Regions from separate parts of the Mus musculus genome. Here region 2 is linked to region 1. A link is a contact called in public HiChIP or PLAC-seq data. All regions are on one chromosome and are shown on one strand. The core of a region is the stretch at or near the end of the contact, and the rest is flanking DNA. Distances in the headings are between cores, read along the strand shown. Region 1 overlaps Ctnnd1 (catenin (cadherin associated protein), delta 1). Region 2 holds the start of Zdhhc5 (zinc finger, DHHC domain containing 5).

Region 1 (4,298 bases), core at 893-3,392:
ATGATTCTAGTTACCTTTTTAAACTTATATGTGTTAGATAGCTAGTACTAGGAAGTTTTATTTTCTGTCCTTTTACATGTGGTCCTAGTTGACCTGGAATTTGCTGTGTATATTAGGGTAGGCTTGAATTTACAGGTCTGCATGCATTTGCCTCTTGAGTGCTGGGATTAAAGGTGTACACTACCATGCCCTGCCTTTTTGTACAAGTATTAAAGATGACAACCATTTTTTATTAAAAACCCCTGAGGACAATGGGAGATGCATGAAGGCCTCCTGTCTCTAGAGGCACCTGTGTTTCTTACTAGAATAGATTGTTACTACATAGGTTCAGTTGTATTTTCACTCTTTTCTCTCTCATAGGATCACAACCACCTTCTGTACAGCACTATCCCCAGGATGCAGGAGCCAGGACAGATTGTGGAAACCTACACCGAGGAGGACCCTGAAGGAGCCATGTCTGTTGTTTCTGTGGAGACCACAGATGATGGGACCACTAGACGCACGGAGACCACAGTAAGCTGAGATTTTCGTGTCTTAGAATGATAGGTCCTCTGTGGTATTTTAGTAGAGAAGCTAACGAGTTAAGTGAGCCAAAGCCACTGTCTGCCAGAAAGAAAGTGATGCCTGGGCAAAGAGACAAGGTAAAAGAAGTTCAGGAAGTGGGAAGAGAGGAGGAGTATGACAGTTACAGTAGCTTCCGGAGAGGATGTTAGTGATTGGGCAGTTTTTTTCCATTGAGGGCTTCTGTAGGATGGAGAAGAGATATAGATGACACACACTTCTGTATAAAGACCTAGAGGGTAGGGTTTCTATCTTAGAGTACTGTGGAATTTAAACTTAGATTCTTTATTTCCTCAATAGTTGGTTTTCCTTTTCTTATTCCTTAAATGAAGGTCAAAAAAGTTGTGAAGACAATGACAACTCGGACAGTACAGCCTGTCCCCATGGGGCCAGACGGGCTGCCCGTGGACGCCTCAGCAGTCTCCAATAACTATATCCAGACCTTGGGCCGTGATTTTCGCAAGAATGGCAATGGGGGCCCTGGTCCCTATGTGGGGCAAGCGGGCACTGCCACTCTTCCTAGGAACTTCCACTATCCTCCAGATGGGTATGGCCGACACTATGAAGATGGTTATCCAGGTGGCAGTGACAACTACGGCAGTCTGTCCCGGGTGACCCGAATTGAGGAGCGGTATAGGCCCAGCATGGAAGGCTACCGGGCACCCAGTAGACAAGATGTCTATGGGCCCCAGCCCCAGGTTCGAGTAGGTGGAAGCAGTGTGGACCTGCATCGTTTTCATCCTGAGCCTTACGGGCTAGAGGATGACCAGCGCAGCATGGGCTATGATGACCTCGATTACGGCATGATGTCTGATTATGGTACTGCCCGTCGGACAGGAACACCCTCTGACCCTCGACGACGCCTCAGGTGGGCAGGAGTGGGGGAAGAGGTAGCTTTAGGGACTCCTAGAGGTCACTAAGCACCTGTCTGCTCTGAGGGCTCTTCCTCCTAGAGCTGATCTTTGCTGGCTGAAGATGCCATGCTGACTGTTTGGATGCGTAGTTGCCATGGAGGAAGATTTTACAATGGGATTGATTGGTCCTCACTCCCTTTCTTTCTTCCTTCCCTTTCTTTATTCTTGTTATTGTTGAGACAGGGTATCACTATTTAGCTCTGGCTGGTAGACCTTTTTTAAAGGACCCATTTTAGGCTTTGTGTGCTGTTCATTAGTGCCTTTGTCATGTCTCTTGTCGGGATTTCATATTTTTAAAAGGTTATTTTAAAAACTCTTACTTATGGGTGTGCACAAAAAAACATGTTTGGTCTTGGGCTGCAAACATTACTTTAAAATCAGGGTCTATATTTTCCAAGTTAAGAAATAAAGGAAGGCTTATAGTTATCTTGATAGTGAGGGTGCCCTGGCAGCTGTTCTCAGTCTTTGTAAGTAGGTTCATGACCTTCCAAAGCAAAGGTCTTGGCACTTTCCAAATGTATATTAGGTGGTATTGGCTAACCATAAACTGAATTAGTCTGGGACAGGAGTAGAGGCCCTATTATCTAAGCCTGAGTCACTGACACTCTTCAGATGGCGTGGTTAGCAAATTCAACTCCCATGTGACTCACCTTTTATTCCTAAAGGGGCACCAGATCTTAGCTGGTGTAAGCTAGCTAGGGTAGATAGATAGCAGCTATCATTAGAAGAGTCTGCCCAAGGAGTGGGGCTGAAGTCTGCTTGCTCTGACTTCCTCAATAGCCAAGAGAGATTAGACACAGGTGGGTGTGGATGACCAGACTGTTCCCTGCTGTCCTTTGAAGTGCCAGTCACATAGAGCGGGTTTGGGGCTTGGTTCTTGGGTTTATTCCAGGGTGACATTGAGTTTGGAATCCTGCTTGACTAGCAAGATTCTTGACTAGAAGAATTCTGCTTCCTGTTTCGGCCTTCAAGAATAGTGCAAGGTCAAACTTTCATAGCAAGGCAGTGATTAGTGGCAAAAGCACTGAACTTGAAAACCCTGGTTTTAGTTTGCCTCTGCCATTATCTATAGAGCCTTAAGCAAGTTATTGGGTCATTTGTGCAGTTTTGTTATTTGTGAAAGAATCTTGATCTACTGCCTATGAAAGAAGGAAGTATAAAGATAGACTTCCTTGAGTGACTGAAACAAAATCTGGCAGTGGCAATTATTTTTATAGTTGCTTGTCTTAAACAAGAAAAGTAAAATATGCTCAGCATACAGCCTAAAACACCATTCTCTCATGGACAGTTTGGTGTTTCTTGGGGTTTTCTTGAAAACATGTATCCTGTTTTCTCATTAAAAGGAAATATTTTTTCATATAGTGTTTAGCAATCTGCTTTTAAAACAAAACAACTTACTTTATTTTGTTTAAATGACATTTTAAGTTTAAAGGTGCCTTTACTATCAACCCCCTACTTCCCTTGGTTTTTCAAGACCAGGGCTGTCCTGGAGCTTTCTCTGTAGACCAGGCTGGCCTTGAACTCATAGAGATTTGCCCTGCCTTTGTCTCCCAACTACTGAGATTAAAGCCATGTGCCACTACTGCCAAGTCTATTTATTTTTTAATGAAATGATTTGTTCTACTGAGTTTTTTATTGTTTAATGATCAGTGTTGATACCTGTTAGGTAGGCTAATTTTCAATGTTTGGTGACTGTGGGAGTGGTTTTATGGAACAAGCAAGTCTTATTTGGAGAGTCCTACACAATAGAGTCCCCTATCCCAGTGGGAGCCCGGGGGGGGGGGGGGGGGGTTGGGTTGGTGGTGAGTGAGGTGAGCTCATAGATAATAGGGTTCTTCCTTTGTACTTATAAATAACAGTGTGACAGGCTCACCCTCTAGTGGGTATTGATGGTACTGAAACAGGAAGTGTTGCTTCTCATCTGACATCTTTCAGTTTCTTCTTCTGATCCAAGAGCTGGGACATTCCAATATATGTTGGTGTATAGGTGCCATTTGGCAGACATGGAAATGTAGAAGTTGAAGGATGGAACTCTTCTTGGAACATACCTGTCTGACTGAATAGCACGTGAGGCCCTGGGATGAACTGTGACAGCTAGTGTTCAAGTTTATGCCTCAGTAGTACTAAAGCTAACTCCTCAACAATATAGCCAGAAGTCCTCTGTTTTTCTTGATCAGTGCCTCTTCAATTTCCAAAATAGGGCGAGCTTAATAGTTTTGTTCCACTAGCTCTTTCCTGTGTGCGGATTCCTTGTGTGTTCTCTTTGTGATGAACGTTCCACATACTTGTCTTTCTCAATCAGCAAACTTCACAGGTTACTTTTTAAAATTTATTTATTTATTTATTTATTCATTCATTCATTCATTCATTCATTCATTGGTTTTTTGAGACAGGGTTTCTCTGTGTAGCCCTGGCTATCCTGGAACTCACTTTTTAGCCCAGGCTGGCCTCGAACTCAGAAATCCGCCTGCCTCTGCCTCCCAAGTGCTGGGATTAAAGGCGTGCGCCACCACACCCGGCCACAGGTTACTTTTAAGTTATTAAAATTGGACCCAGGGAGAGAGTTCAGTTGGTGAAATGCTTTTTGCACAACATGAGGACCAGGATTTGAGCTCCAGTACCTACATAACAAGCTAAGCTCTGTGGTGGCAGAGATAAGAGGATCCTTGGGTCCTGCAGGACAGTCAGACTAGTTTATCAGCAAGCTTCAGATTTGGGAAGAAACTCTGTCTCAAAAAAAAATAATAATAATAATGTCGAGGGACATTGAGAGTACTTGCACTTGCTCACAAAATTATTAAAAATTGACCATACAGAGGAGAC
Region 2 (4,298 bases), core at 494-2,993, 96 kb before region 1:
CTTCACTTGTTAAGTAGAGAAAATAAAGCTTTAAAATCCTAGAGAAATAAATGAAATTTGACCCATCTTAAGGAAACATTATTTTATAGGCAGAATATACTTGATAGGGTAAATGTTGTACCTCCAAATAATACTTTAAAATTATTCATAATGCTGAAGATTTTTAAAAATTCTCTCCTTAGACCGCTCTATTGGCCGTGCTACCTACTTCCTCCATGTGTGATGTGTGAGCCACAGCCCAGGCCATACCACCATTCTGCCATGGTCTGAGAATTTACCCCACAGACGTCTTCGCCAACGGATTTTTCAAAATAAAGTTCCACTCCTTAAAACATGTATGCTCGTAACGGTTCCAATAAACGCTGCATTTAAGCCAGTAGTAAAAATGATAAGGGATAAGACTAGAGTCTAAAGAAAAAAGGGTAGATTTTTTTTTTTCTTTTCTTTAACTGGATGCCTAAGGCTGAAGTGTCAAAGTTAAATCAGTAACATTTGAAGTGAAGTCAAGGAAACAATGACAGGACTTGGAAATAACCCTGAACGAGACCTTCGCTTCAGGGAAGCGGCTCGGGGATATCTTTTTGAAGGGCTGTTATGTAACAGAGCTCCTTTACAAATGAGAGGTGGCCTGAAGCTGTAAGAGGAGAGCCCTATGGCAAAGCCACCGGGTCCACAGCCGTCTCGGCTTAATTAGGGCAAAATGTAGTGCCGCGATCTTCGGAGAGTTAGCCAGCAGCTCGCCAGGGACAGGAGCTATTCTAGAAAGACTTTTCTTTTCAGCCTGCTTTCTCAAATTGGGTGAGGTCAGGGCGCCCATTCCTCGTGTAGTCGTGGAGGTGTCTACGCCTCGCACCGCGCACTCCCAGTGCTTCACTCCATCGGCAAGCACTGTAAATCTAGGGATAGCAGCCGAGCTCCTTCATCTAACCCAGCCTTGGACAGAACCCTCTCCTCAGACTGTTCAATGGGCCGTGCGCCTCCTTCCTCCATAGGTGAGGCCATACCACCACTCAGGAATTCTGCCACGGTCTGAGAATTTACCCCACTGACGCTTTCGCCAACGGATTGTTTTAAATAAAGTTTCAGTCCTTAAAGAAAAAAAAAAAAAAAAAAAGTGTGTGTGTTGGAGGGGCTGCCCGACCGAATCCTCACACCAATGAATGAAGAGGCAAGGAAGGAAGCCGGAAAGGCTTAACGGTGATTGGCTATCGTAGATGCTTTTCAGGACTGTACCAGGCCAACTCGGAGGAGGCTGGTGAACTAAGAAAGGGCATCTGCTTGTTTTTGAGCACTTCCGGTACATACGTAGAATTTTTTTTGCTTAAAAGTTTTTCTTGACTACACTACAAATGGGAAAGCGGACAAAATAAGAGAAAGATCTCGCCAGACCAGTTCCTCGTCCCCAAACCGGCGCAGTTCGCCATGTCCCCTCTCCCGACCATCCAGCCAGACACGACGGCCAGGCGCGCGCGCTCCCGTGTCACTACGTGTTTGCGGCGCCGTGCCCCTGCAGCCAATCAGAAGGCGAGGTCGCCGCGGTCGCCCGCGGTCGCGCGCACGCTCTAGAGCGCCGTGGGGGCGGGGGTTAGGGGGTGAATGGAAGAGTGAACGGGGGCGGGCTCGGCGGCGCGAGCCGCATGAATGAGAAGAACGTGCCCCGCGAGAGACGTCGCCCGCGCCCGCGCCCGCGCCCGGGAGCCAATGGGAACGTCGTGAGGCTACAGACCGGAGGCTGAGGGCAGCGGCCGCGCGCCGGCCGCACAGAGGCGAGCGTCGGCCGTCGGGAGCGCGCGGCGGCGGGGCGGGCGTGGAGCGTGCGGGGGCCGCGCGCTGCCTCTCAGAGGCCAGACGGCACTGCTGGGAGGCGGCGGCGACAACGACGGCGGTGACAACGACGGCGGCGGTGACGGGCGCCGCGCCGGGGGTGAGTACCGGGGACGCTGGCCCCTGCGGAACCGGAAGTGCTGGGCTAGTGAGGTGGGAGGGGAGAGTGACCTCTAGGGAAGGGGGACCGCGGAGGGGAGGAGGTTAAGGCCCTACCCCTCCTCGGGCTGTACGGGCCCCGAAACGGACGCCCGCAGACTAAGAGAGCCGCGGCCGCCCGCCGGGGCTTGGACCCGGTTGGTGCCCGGCTGCCCAGTTGCGGAGCCGCCGCCCCTTCCTTCCCCGGCCCGCGGTTCTCTCAGCTCCGGCGGGCCCTGCGCGCGGTGGATTCCGTGTTTTCTGGGCCAGGGGTAGTCAGTCCTGCCCCCGGTGATGACTCCCACTGCTCCAGCTGCCGGCCGGGGACTGTACTCCTTTTACCGCTCCGCGGTTCAGGCCCCTCGCCCTACACTCCACTGGTCCTTATTTTGGTTAGAGCTTCGTCCTGTGGTTACCTGTTCTTTCTCCCATCCATCGGCTGCTTCTCCCTACCCCCCACCAGCCAGGTGCTCCATGCTTTTATGCTTTTAGTACTTTGTACTTTATTTTACAAGTAGGGCTTGAATGTATCTGACAGTATTTTATCACTAGCCGTCTATTCCTGGGGAAGTTTAAAGTTCCTTAACCAGTTGGCCAAATGAAACCACTAAAACGAGAAACAAGAAAGTGACTAAAGTTATTAGAAGTAGTCGTAGAATAGATACATGTTACATTGCAGACCATTTTTGTCCTCTTGGGTTTACTTCCTGGTTAATGCCATCTTGTCCAGGATAATCTTAGGTTAGATCTCCATCCTTTTATCCCAGTGTGAGCCTGCTTTGTATCAGACAGATCTGTCCGGTGCTCATGAATGCATACAAATTCATCTAGTGTTTGTAAGAATTCTATCGCCAGGTACTTGGGCACCTACGTCGATCTGTAATAATACTCTTTTTAAACTTCTTCTTGGATCTTTCCTTCATAGCATGTATTCATTCTTCTATATGACATCTCCATTTCTATATATTCAAATTTAGTGTTCTGTGCTATAAGGTTTGGTTATTTTAACAAATAATACATGTGCTGTCCACTGCACTGCTCCAAAGGAACTACTTATATCAAACCTTATGAAAGTCTTCAAACTACACATCTTGAATTGTTTGTTGTTGTTTTGAGACAGGATCTCTGTACATAACTGTTGCTGCCCTGGAATTCACTTTGTAAGACCAAGCTGATTTCTAACTCAGAGTTCTGACTTCCTGTGCCTCCCAAGTGCTGGGATTGAGGTCGAGAGCTACCACACCTGGCTCTGTATTGTTTGTTTTATACATACATATTTTCACTCAGTGATTTTTTTCCCCCTCAGTCAGCATGTGTCACGAACATTCTTGTCCACTTTAGTGATACTGTTGTGGATACACCAGCTTGTGACTGATGAACCACACTCGCCTTTCCGGTTTCGTCCCTTCTCTTTCTGCACCACATTCCTTTGATAAGACTTGGTGTGTTGATATTTATACCCAATAAATTATTTTATCTTGTCCCTTCTAATATCTATCTTAACATTTCAGACGATGGTCTCATTTATATTTCAGTATGCGGTTCCATAATTGCATGTACTGTACCGTGGCAGAATTAGTCTGTGTGGCTTTCGTCCTGTAGTAAATGTGACCTGCAATAGTATAGGATTCACTTTACGTAATAGTTAGGTAATTTTCCTTTTATCTTTGGAGTTTTGAGGGAAACGGTTCCTTTAATAATACTGTCTACAAATCAAATTTGCTTGTTCCAGTTGATAAAGATATTTAGGCCTAAAGTCAGGAAACAGAAATAAGCATAAAATCAGGACTAAATAGGATCTGGTTTTTAGTTGGACCATAGAAACTTAATGGAATCTTTGGGCCTTCTTTCTAATGTTACTTAACCCTCCCCCCTCCCTCCCTCCTTCCCCCCTCTCTCCCATCTTATTTATTTATTAAATTTTTCTTTTGGGACAAAGTCTTACTATGTAGCCCTTGCTGGCCTGGAAGCTATGCATACCAGGATGGCTTGGAGAGATCCACCTGCCTCTGCTTTTCTTTTTCTTTCTTTCTTTCTTTCTTTCTTTTTTTTTTTTTTTTTTTTCCCCAAGACAGGGTTTCTCTGTATAGCTCTGGCTGTCCTGGAACTCATTCTGTAGACCAGGTTGACCTCGAATTCTAGAAATCCGCCTGCCTCTTCCTTCCAAGCGCTGGGATTAAAGGTGTGCGCCACCACGCCTGGCTCTGCCTCTGTTTCTTGAGTGCGGAGATTAAAGGCATTCACCACCACAACCGAGTGGTGACAGTAGCAGGCTCCTTTGCCTTCTCTGTCTTAGGTAAGAACAGAAGTGATAAATTCCAGAACACATTTGTATT

The links. HiChIP or PLAC-seq counts read pairs in DNA pulled down with a chosen protein or histone mark.
Region 2: an H3K27ac HiChIP or PLAC-seq map of microglia shows a contact between it and region 1, with 4 times the contacts expected there. The contact joins the promoter of Zdhhc5 here to the enhancer-like site in region 1. A contact is called at or near these places in 3 of 39 promoter capture datasets (the 3T3-L1 cell line, the C10 cell line and frontonasal cranial neural crest), 9 of 484 Hi-C or Micro-C datasets (3T3-L1-derived adipocytes, the C10 cell line, the HPC-7 cell line and 6 more), 1 of 115 datasets of contacts at active chromatin or transcription factors (microglia) and 4 of 9 other capture datasets (adipose tissue, liver, macrophages and 1 more).

Annotation. Positions count from the first base shown.
Region 1 is chr2:84,617,050-84,621,347 of GRCm38.p6, reverse strand. It overlaps Ctnnd1 (catenin (cadherin associated protein), delta 1), which reads left to right. Exons shown (of 19, transcript NM_001085450.1): 4 at 361-513; 5 at 894-1,429. Among named protein-coding and RNA genes, the nearest start is that of Ctnnd1, 32 kb to the left of the region's middle. Within about 2 kb of position 2,142, at least 92 of the 459 cell types and tissues checked have an H3K27ac peak or open chromatin away from gene starts, as enhancers often do. A contact at or near this core is called in adipose tissue, macrophages, microglia and 1 more, where this site is marked.
Region 2 is chr2:84,712,609-84,716,906 of GRCm38.p6, reverse strand. It overlaps Zdhhc5 (zinc finger, DHHC domain containing 5), which reads left to right and starts at 1,743. Exons shown (of 12, transcript NM_144887.4): 1 at 1,743-1,924.